2 separate regions of the Mus musculus genome follow, and region 2 is linked to region 1. Evidence: chromatin contacts called from public HiChIP or PLAC-seq data. All regions are on one chromosome and are shown on one strand. The core of a region is the stretch at or near the end of the contact, and the rest is flanking DNA. Distances in the headings are between cores, read along the strand shown. Region 1 has its middle 22 kb from the start of Bhlhe41. Region 2 holds the start of Sspn (sarcospan).

Region 1 (4,852 bases), core at 1,855-4,354:
GCAGACCCTGATGGGTGCCAAAACACAGCAGCGTGTGAGCTGTTCCAGCCTACTGTTCTCGTGGAGCCCAAACACCAAAGGAAGAGACAGAATGCAAACAAACAGACCAATACCTTTAGACAAGGCCAAGTGTTCAAGTGCTTTAATAACCACAGAGATGGAGCATTGATAATATTCAATAATAGTGATAATAAGTCTAGCAATTAAGCATGCGCCGTGCTTAGGATAGTCCAGGCAGCAAACGAAGTTTCCATATATTAACTCGATGGATCCTCACAACCCTGTGAGGGAAAAGCTACAGCTGCTTCCACACATCCCGAAGCTGCGTGATATGCCTGAGTTCAGGAGACTAGAGATGGGGCAGAGGGGTGGAGCTATGTGGGGTAGGAATTACCTTAGGATGGTCAGAGGAGATTCTCTGTGGAGGAGATACTTCGCTGGACCCTGAATGATAAAAAGGAGCCAGCCCTAAAATGTTGTGGGGGCACTTCTGGCAGAGGGAGCAAATGTTGGGGCCCTGAAGTTCCTGTGGGACAGATCTGTTAAGAACGAGTGATCAGTGTGGCTGGCACAGGATGCTCCAGAGAGACAGTGTGAGCAAGAGAGAGGTCAGGAGGCCTCAGCTGGATGGTTTGGAGGTGGGCAGAGGTTCCTAGGGATGTAAGACACAGTGTGGTGAGCCAGGGGACACACTTGCAGAAGCACACCGGCTCCTGGGCACAGGATAGGCTGTAGACACCTGCCTCCCAAGGGGACAGCACGTGGGTGGCTTCAGCAGGGACATGGGTGGGATTCCCTCTGTGATGGTAGCAGGGGTTAGGGGTTGGTTCCAGATAGGTTTGGGAGGAAAGGCCAGCGTGTGAGCTCTCTCGGAGCAGTAAGGAAAACAGGGGGAATCACTGATGGCTACTCTGTCTTTACCCTGACAGCTCTGAGCCAAATGATGAATTGCCAGCTACTTTGCAAGCCAGCTGTCAAGCACAGCCATTGCTAAAATCTAAACTGCATAATTTGCAATTAACTAAATTGTATTAAAGCAGAGGTGATAAATAGCCCGCACTTACCGTGTCCTAGCTGCTCTACTTTCTTTAGGTTTTTACTGTTCTCACAAGTGATGTACGGCCATAGACCCATTTAAGGGAAACAGTAGATAATTCTGAGCTCCTGCACTTTCGCTGAAGTCAGACCTGGAGCCTTTGGTCAGCCACAGTGGAAGTGTTTACACCATGGGAATGAGCAAACGCTACAAACCACGGAGCTCAGGGTTTTTTTTTTTTAAGATTTATTTTTACTTTTAAAGTTATGTCTATATGTGTGTAGGGGTGGTGGGTTTATGAACATAAGTGTGGGTGCCCTCAGAGAACAAAAGAGAGTGTCAAACCCGCTGGAGCTGGAATCCACAGCAGCTCGTTGTGAGCCACCTGAGGTGAATGCTAGGTCCCAAGCATTCATCCTTTGAAAGAACAGCAAATGCTCTTACCCACTGAGCCATCTCTCCTCTCCAGCCCCACCAAATTATCACTCCTTTGATTGTCTAGAGTTAAGAAACGCACAAGGGGAATCTGAAGGATGCCAGTCACACTTGAAAGCACTCTCAAGTCTGCGGTCACCGACCTACGAATAGCATAGAAAACTTTCCAGTTTTCAAAGGCCTAACGGGGCAGAGTCCCTCTTCTTACCCCCTGTCTACTGTAGCCTAAAGTACCAGCACTCCCCAAAGGCAACAGCTAAACGCTATCTCAGGTGAGACAAAAAATCAGTTTTGTTTTCATTTACAAGAAGATTTTTGTCACTGTTGTGTTCTTACCCAAGGCTAGCCCATCTTTGTACATACTGGGTAAATGCTCCTCCACAGAGCTCCAACCCCAATGGCTGGTTTGCTTGCAATTTGCTGCTGCACGCGTGGGTCACGTAAGGCATATTAGACCAGATATAGACAAAAGATGTGTTCTTCATATCTGCAGCAAGTGGGCCAGTGAATCTCATGGCCCTGATGTGAGAAATGCATAACAAATGTCCCCTTGGAACATGGGACCCACAAGGCATGTTCAAGGCTGGATGTTGTCACGAGCTAAGTTGAATGCCCTATGGGAAAGAAAAGGCAGCCCTGTGGGACACTCTTGCCTTGTGTGCTGTAGCTTAAGGACTCTGAGCGGTTTCTGACAGCCACATAGTATTTGATAGATGTGTGTTAGATGGTGTGGAGGCTGTGTGTGTGTGTGTGTGTGTGTGTGTTACTCTTACAGTGGGAATCTTCTATGAAGGTGTCTCTGAACAGAAGCAGAGAAATGAACTCCAAGACTTCAGGGAGCAAGGAAACCATTATAGAAAGGCAGACATGACGGAGGGAATAAGATTCTTACGGGAGAGCAGGGAAGCACAGGGCACCGACAGACGCTCGGTATCTTGGGATGGCCCCTCCCTGCTTCTCTCCTACAGATTTAGCTCTGGGTCATAGAGGGGTGGCACTGTTTGGGGAGGTTAGGAGATTCAGCCTTTTTGGAGGAAGGGCATCACTGGGGGACAGGCTTTGGGGTTTTATAGCCGGGACCCTCTCCTCTCTCTGCCTCCAATGGCTTCCTGTATGCAGATGGAAATGTGACCAGCCAGCTTCCAGCTCTTGCCACCTGCTGCCATACCCCTCAGGCCACTGTGGACGCTCGTCTGGGACCATATGCCCTTTCTCCTATAAGTCACTTGACCTTGGGGCTTTATGCCAGCATCAAAAAGTAAGTTGATATGGTGGTTTCGCTTTGGTATTTTCATGGAAGCCCATTTCAAGCTGCCATCCAACATGACTCCAAGGGGGAGGGGGGACTTGCTCAAAGGAGAGGGTGCTTAGAATGGCCACGGAGATTTTAAATAATACGTGTGTATACATATATATGTAAATATATAAATATATATGCTTCTTTCCAAGTCGTGCCTGAGACTCGACAGTTGTCAGTCTGATACCCAGAATGCAGTGCTGAAGAACTGTGCTCCTTGAAGGCATCCTGGAAATGATTGTGACACCTAGCCTTCTCTCCAGACCTGTTCACACTGGCCGGTGAATAGTTTTCAAGGGAGCCGAGCCAAACAAGTGACATCAGACTTGAGAGTCCCAGGAGTGATTCCAGCCCGGCCTGCCTCTGACTTTCCCAGACTAGAATGCACTGATAATTATGTTGATGGCCCTCCCTTCCTCGGTTCGCAGGAAAAGTCTAGAAAAATCAAGAGCTGTATTATGCCTCCTTCTGAAAGTCACTCAAAATCTTCATTCTCGGCTCTGCACAGTCTTTTGTGTGTGTGTGTGTGTGTGTGTGTGTGTGCCTAAGTCTCTAATGAGTCCCCATTTTATTTTTGTTTTTTTCCCTTTAAGTTTTTTTGCATTACGATGAAAAGAGATACATAATTTCAATTTACCTGAATTTGTTAACATATAAAAACATATTTTGAGTAAATAGACTTACATCACATGCTTCTTTCCCTTTTGTACCCCAACTCCTTCCGGAGAGGCCCCCCTTCAAAACCTGCAATACCTTTCATTTTTTATTATATTCTTTAAAATTTAAATATTGTAACAATTAAAAATGAGTATTATAAAAGTTGTTTGATATAAAACAACAATCAGTTAAACAGTCTTGTGTAGATGTTTGTTAACAGCAATACTGAAAATACATACATTTTTCTCAATATAAATTTTAAATAACTCCAAATATATTAACTGTATGATATTTTAAAATAATATATCACTATTAGTTTTTTTAATGAACATAAATAGATAAAGTCTCTTTGTTGGTTTGTTTTGTTTTTAGTAGAGTTTAAAATCTTGGCTCTTACTGCCGCACAGTCCTCTTTAACATCTTTTAGCAAGGAGATAGTTTATAATGATATAGATGGCTTCCCAAACTATAAACAATGCAAAGATTTGTACAAAAGTTAAAAAGTGTATCTTTTAATTGGGCTTCTTAATAGGCACTTGTGAACAGCTCTTTGGGAAAGATGTTTAAACTATAGTTCATGATAATTAAACAACATTGTCACTCCTAAGGAAATAAAATAATGAGCTTAGGTGGAAAAAATAAACCAGTTTTGTAGCATCTGCATATAAAGCGATAACTGGTTAAATATAAAACCATGAGGTGCTGGACTGGGTCGGGTGTATGGTCCTAAAGCCTTTATTGTAATGTGCCACTCAGAACTGAAACCCAGTGAAGGAGCGCTGTCCCAGGCAGGCTATGTGTATGGAATACGTGCATGTTGGGCAAGCAAAGAGAAGCACTCCTGGGCTGTTCTGAAGTCACCCCACTCTCTCCAAGTGCTTCCTCCTTATGGCTGATAGGAACTTGACCTTGAGCCCTCTGACACAATCAAGAGAGAGCTACAAATCACAGTAGATGTCCAAGGTTAGGACAGCATTCAGGTGGCAGAACTCAACTTCAAGTTTGAGACAGGACACTCTAACATAGTGCAAGGCTCATGTGTTCTTTCACTACTTCTGAAGGAGTGAGGGGTGACAGACCTTGAGAACATACACAACACGCAACACAATACACAGAAGGGTTTGGGTTCTGGAACTTTTCCTTGAATCTCCAGGCCTAATATGGATGAATTGAGTGTGTGTGCCTATGTGTATATGTGTGTGTGTATGTGTGTGTACATATGTGCATGTGTGACCACATGTATATGCATCTATGTGTCTATGTGTGCCCACTTGGGCCCAATATTATTCTATTACATCGAGGCACAGTGACCACGTAACTGGATATCCCACAATCTGGCTAGCAAAACTTAGACATATGCTCCACATCGAATACTATTTCCAAAATGTTAAGTTTTGGGACTTGTTACTTTAATACTAACTTTAACA
Region 2 (5,402 bases), core at 479-2,978, 48 kb before region 1:
ATTTCGCCAGAGCTTTTGACTCTTGAAGCTTTGGGATTTTTGTGCCATGCCGTAAACATTAGAACACAGTTTGTCCCCCTATCTAACTCATTTCTTTGGAACTGGCCTTTCTGAAGTGAAATAAAAGCTGGTTTTCAAAACCAGCCCTCATTCCTTGTTCCTTCCTTTTGCCTGGCCTTCAAGGACAGATATTTTCCCCGGAGTATGTTGACAGCCATCGAGGCGACCAAAATATCCAGTATGTCTAAATGAGAGGTTATTTTTAAAATCATTTGACTTAGAAAACTCCAATCACGATAATTTCAAGGGAATTCTCAGTACACAAATTAAACATTTTAAATTACTCTGCAAAGATTTGTGAGTTTGAATAATCTTAATTTAAAAATATCTGCACCTATGAATATGCATCAGGTGTCTTCAGGTTCTGTCCCATACAAAATTATGTTGGGTTGTGTGTGTGTGTGTGTGTGTGTGTGTGTGTGTGGTCAGCAACAGTAAGGATAGAGGGGAGCTGGAAGGCCAAGGGGCCATGTTCATTTCTCCTGACTCTGCCACGTTTACCTTCTGGGCTTGAGGACGTCAGGTATCTTAATGGGCTTCCCCGTGTCCAGAGTGGAATAACAATCCCCACCGTTGCATGGGTCAAACGAGACAGCCTGAGAATTTAGCATTGGCTTTAGATAATAAGGTAAGTATTAGCATAGCCAGAATTCGGCTACAGAGAAGCCAGTCCTGCCTTTGCTTTCCCAGCTCATGACCTTGGGCGGGGCCAGCCTGGTTTCTCTAACTTGAGGACTGTCCCATAAGATGTGAAGTTACAAACACAGGGGAGATCTCTGGCAGAGCCGGCATACAGTAGGTATTCCGTACGCCGTATCTATTTTACTTTCAAGAACTCACACACCAACAGAGTACTGTGCATCTGGCATTAGTACAACCCCAAATGAACTCCACTGGAGCCAGCAAAGCTTCAGCCCACCTTACACTGTGTGGATTAAGCCTGTGCTTGCAGTCGTCTCCAGCCCTGCCTTAGGAAAGTGATTCATGACTCTTACAAGGGAACTGTAGTTTAACAAAGCCAGTGTGGCAACTCCAACTTAAGGTTTTCCTACCCTGCTTTTCCCAGGATGAACTTCATTCAGTGCTACTTATGCAGACGCACGTGGGGCCTGGGGAATGAGACAAGGACCAAGCCACACAGGGTGGGCCTGCAGTTATCTTTGAGGCTATGCGAGATGTCCACGGGGCCTCCCCTGTAGACTGAGTCAGAGCCCTGGGAGGAGCAAGAAGCCTCAGGCAGGCGAAAGCCAGAATCCTGCTCCCAGCCTTCCTCTGGGGAGCCCAAGTGTGCCCAAAGTCAATCTCCAAGCAGTTAGGGGTGCAGCCAGGGTGGGGGCGCATGCAGCTGGGTTAGTCTCCACTCCACCATGCGGCTCGCATGCCCGCTGGTGCTTAGGCCGAACAGACTTGATGCTTACAATGATCCCAGCCCAGAACGGAGTATCTCTGACTAGCAGGGAGGGGCTGATGCTCGCCATGAGGAAGCCCAGCACGGTCACCGCGATGCCCAACGCCAGCTGCAGCAGTGCCAGCAGCAGCGGGAAGCGGCAGCCACAGCAGGTCCGCGCCTCCTCCTCAGGCAGCTCCTGAGCCCTGGGGCTCGGCTTGCGCCCCATGTTCCCTCGGTGGTGCCTGCGCCTGGGCCTTGCTGCTGGGCCTGCCCAGTCTGCTGAGACTGGGCTGAGCAAAAGTGGAAAACACTGGCAGGAGGGGGACCCGAGGGGGGTCGCCAACTGCCAACGCACAGGGACCTGGCGCCCAGGGCCTGTGTGATGGGAATGCCAGCCTGCTTTACTTTTTTGTTTCCAGGAAGTACAAGACAAGGTGATGAATGCTTAAACCGCTTGTGTTTAATTAATAGATCACTGAATCCAAAATGGGCTCGGCTGCACTAAATAAAAGCTGTGGAGTCATTGACAAAAGTTAAATTGAGCTTTTTTTTTTTTTTTTTTTTTTAATGTAATCCAACCGACAAGGAAGAAAGGGAGGGAGAAAGAGAGGGAGCACTGGAGGAAAGGAGGGAGGGTGAGAGAAAGGAGCAAGGAGGGAGGGAGGGGGGAGGGAGGAAGGAAGAAGGAAGGAAGGAAAGAGAAAAACAAACAAAAAACCAGAAAAGAAAAATAAAAAACTTCTTTTCTTATTGAGGTACTCGCATTCAAAATAATTGTTCCTGGCCAGTGAGGTGACTGAGCTGGGAAAACCTGCTGACCTCATTTTGATTTCCAGGATCCACAGTGGAAGCTATCTATGACTCCTCAGAGATGAACCCTTGACCTCCACACGTGTGACTCTCAGACCATACACATGGCTGCACACAATAATAATTAATTAAAACTCAACAATGAAATAACTGTTTGTAGAGAGGCTGGGCTAATCATGACACCTCGCATGCTTGTTTGTCTTTAAAAGCCCTTTGTTCTCATTTATATCTTGCGACTGTCCCATGCAGCCCAGGCTGGGTTCAGACTTGCCGTGTATCCACAGAAGACCTTGACTTTTTAATCCTCCTGTCTCCACCTCCCAAGTGCTGGGATCACAAGTGTGCACCACCCTGTGTTTAAATAATAGTGTCTATGAGGCTCCCAGTGAGTCTTCACACTTGCTAAATGTCCAGGGGGTGTTGGCATGCTGGATAGAGATGGACAGTTGCACCCAGGCAACCTTTAAGGGCTACTTTTAGCACTTGCAATGTGCTAGGACAGGCAGCTATAGATCTGGTGCTCTCCAGGAGGCTCAGAAGAGATGGGTAAACCTGGTTATTTCCCGAAAGATGGTGAACTATGCCTGGGCAGGGCGAAGCCAGAGGAAACTCTGGTGGAGGTCCGTAGCGGTCCTGACGTGCAAATCGGTCGTCCGACCTGGGTATAGGGGCGAAAGACTAATCGAACCATCTAGTAGCTGGTTCCCTCCGAAGTTTCCCTCAGGATAGCTGGCGCTCTCGCTCTTTTCCCGACGTACGCAGTTTTATCCGGTAAAGCGAATGATTAGAGGTCTTGGGGCCGAAACGATCTCAACCTATTCTCAAACTTTAAATGGGTAAGGTTTTGTATACCTTCGTGCAGTACCATTTAGGACAAAGTACAGTGTGCAGCTACTAAGAAATAGTCCCAGTGGGGAGTGGTGGCTCACGCCTTTAATCCCAGCACTCGAGAGGCAGAGGCAGGCGGATTTCTGAGTTTGAGGCCAGTCTGGTTTACAAAGTGAGTTCCAGGATAGCCAGGGCTACACAGAGAAACCCTGTCTTGAAAAACCAAAAAAAAAAAAAAAAAAGTCCCAGTTCCATGGGGAGTTTAGACTTTCTTCTATGGTTATTTTAACATTTGGAAACTTTATTCAAAAGGAAATTATGTAGCCAAGATGTTAAGGGAGATAATAAAGGATGCCCAATCTTAGGTTGGGATCTCTGAATCTAACTTCCTGCTGTTCCCTCAGAATCTAAGCTAATTATTGTCTGCTGTGTACCTACAGAGGCACTTAAGGAGACTCAGCATTTGCCTTACATTTTTTTCTGTACACCAGTGAGAAAATTGCAGCGCACAGATTAAAGTCACTAAGTCAGAGGCAGAACAGAAAGCACACGTTCCGTTTCCACTCAGGATGGTGTGCTACACTCACGCGGGTTTCAGTGCAGCCCAGGAAGTCCACCATCCCTCGGTGGTGCAGTCCTAGGACTATGAGGAATTCCTGAAGGAACTGACAAAAGCTGGTATTCAAACAGAACATGACATGGACAGCCCGGCAGACATGAATCTAACAGAAATCAGTGAGCCAGCAGATTACCTGTAATTAGCTCTTTATCCATATTAACAGCACAGCTTCTAGTTGGGCCCTTGGGTCTAGTTGGGCCTGGCTACTCGAGGGATGACAGCAGGAAGGTTGTAAGTTCAAGGCTCAGATTTAAGGGAGTATGGAGAAATCTGCAGAGAAAAATCAAGTATTTGTTTGTGGACCCTGCTGTCAGTGTCACTGTCTTAGGGCGCCTATGGCTTGGTGAATCAGCATGGCTAAAAGCAGCATGGGGAGGAAAGGGTTTACTTCATCTTGCAACTCACAATGTATCAACTCACTGCTACAATGTATCAGTGGGGAGCCAGGCCAGGAAGGAAATGGAAGCCTCAGAGGAATGCTGCTTATTGGCTTGCTCCTCACGAGTTACTCAGCTTTCTCTGTTTGTTTAAATAGAACTCAGGACCACCTGCCCAGAGAAGGTACCACTCCCCAGTAAGCTGCCACATCTACAGCAATCATTTACTCAAGAAAATGCCCCTTAGGTTTACCCCCAGTCCAGTCTATAGAGGCATTTTCTCAGTTGAGCTTTCCTCTTCGCAGATGACCCTAGCCTATGTCAAGTTGACAAAAAATTAAACAATACATCCCTAGGATCGTTGAGATGGCTCAAAAGTTAAAGCACTGGCTGCTCTTGCAGAGAACTTAAGTTCAATTGCAGTACCCATATTGGGCATCTCATACCTATTTTTAACTCCAGCTTGTGGGAAGGCATCCATGGGCACTTCACACACATGGTGCACATTCATACATGTAGGCAAAACACTCGTGCACATGAAATAAAAGCAAATAAATTTGTGGAGCCACCTCTTTCTAAAGAAATGGGGCAAAATGGAAAATAGCCAATGACTAATGGAACCACACTCAAGTATAAAGCTTTTCTTGTTATGGCTTGAATTTTTTTTTAAGATTTTGTACACTGTAGCTATCTTCAGACACCCCAGAAGAGGATATCAGGTCTCATTATGGATGGTTGTGAGCCACCACATAGTTGTTGGGATTTGAACTCAGGACCTTCAGAAGAGCAGTCAGTGCTCTTAACCACTGAGCCATCCATCTCTCCAGAGCTTATGGATTGAATCTTAAATGTCCCTTAAAAGTCCATGTATCAAAGACATTGTCTTACATTTGACACTGCTGGGAGATGGTGGAGCCTGTAGGAAGTGAGACTTAGTGGGAGGAAGCTGTGTCCCTGGGGCATGCCCCTGGCATAGATACTGGGACCCTGCCATTCCTCTCTTTTCATTGTGTGGGAAACTGCATCTGCCTACCTCAAGTTCTTGGTAGACTTTGCCAGGATAGACCCAAAGTGACAAGGCCCAGTGCGCATGGTGATGCCTCTGACACCATGGTGAGCAAAAATAAATCTTTGTTCCTTTTAAGCTGGTACTGTTCCCCCACCCTTCAGGAAGATATTTCAGTATGTTTGTGTACTGAGGAGGAGGCTGATGAAGGTGTTGGGCATTGCACCTTGGATGGTAATTATCAGGCAAATTGCCTGAAGTAGGAGAATCTGCAGGGGAGATAGGAGGAAGATAGGGTGCAGCTGAGGCTTC

The links. HiChIP or PLAC-seq counts read pairs in DNA pulled down with a chosen protein or histone mark.
Region 2: an H3K27ac HiChIP or PLAC-seq map of heart atrium shows a contact between it and region 1, with 6 read pairs. The contact joins the promoter of Sspn here to the enhancer-like site in region 1. A contact is called at or near these places in 8 of 39 promoter capture datasets (3T3-L1-derived adipocytes, cancer-associated fibroblasts, cranial neural crest and 5 more), 1 of 15 datasets of contacts at CTCF or cohesin (the NIH/3T3 cell line), 12 of 484 Hi-C or Micro-C datasets (beige adipocytes, brain, cortical glia and 8 more), 5 of 115 datasets of contacts at active chromatin or transcription factors (T-cell acute lymphoblastic leukemia, embryonic stem cells, heart atrium and 1 more) and 2 of 9 other capture datasets (adipose tissue and pancreatic islet).

Annotation. Positions count from the first base shown.
Region 1 is chr6:145,884,698-145,889,549 of GRCm38.p6, reverse strand. No RefSeq gene overlaps it. Among named protein-coding and RNA genes, the nearest start is that of Bhlhe41, 22 kb to the right of the region's middle. Within about 2 kb of position 3,104, at least 18 of the 459 cell types and tissues checked have an H3K27ac peak or open chromatin away from gene starts, as enhancers often do. A contact at or near this core is called in heart atrium, where this site is marked.
Region 2 is chr6:145,930,448-145,935,849 of GRCm38.p6, reverse strand. It overlaps Sspn (sarcospan), which reads right to left and starts at 1,728. Exons shown (of 3, transcript NM_010656.3): 1 at 1,479-1,728. The coding sequence starts at 1,676.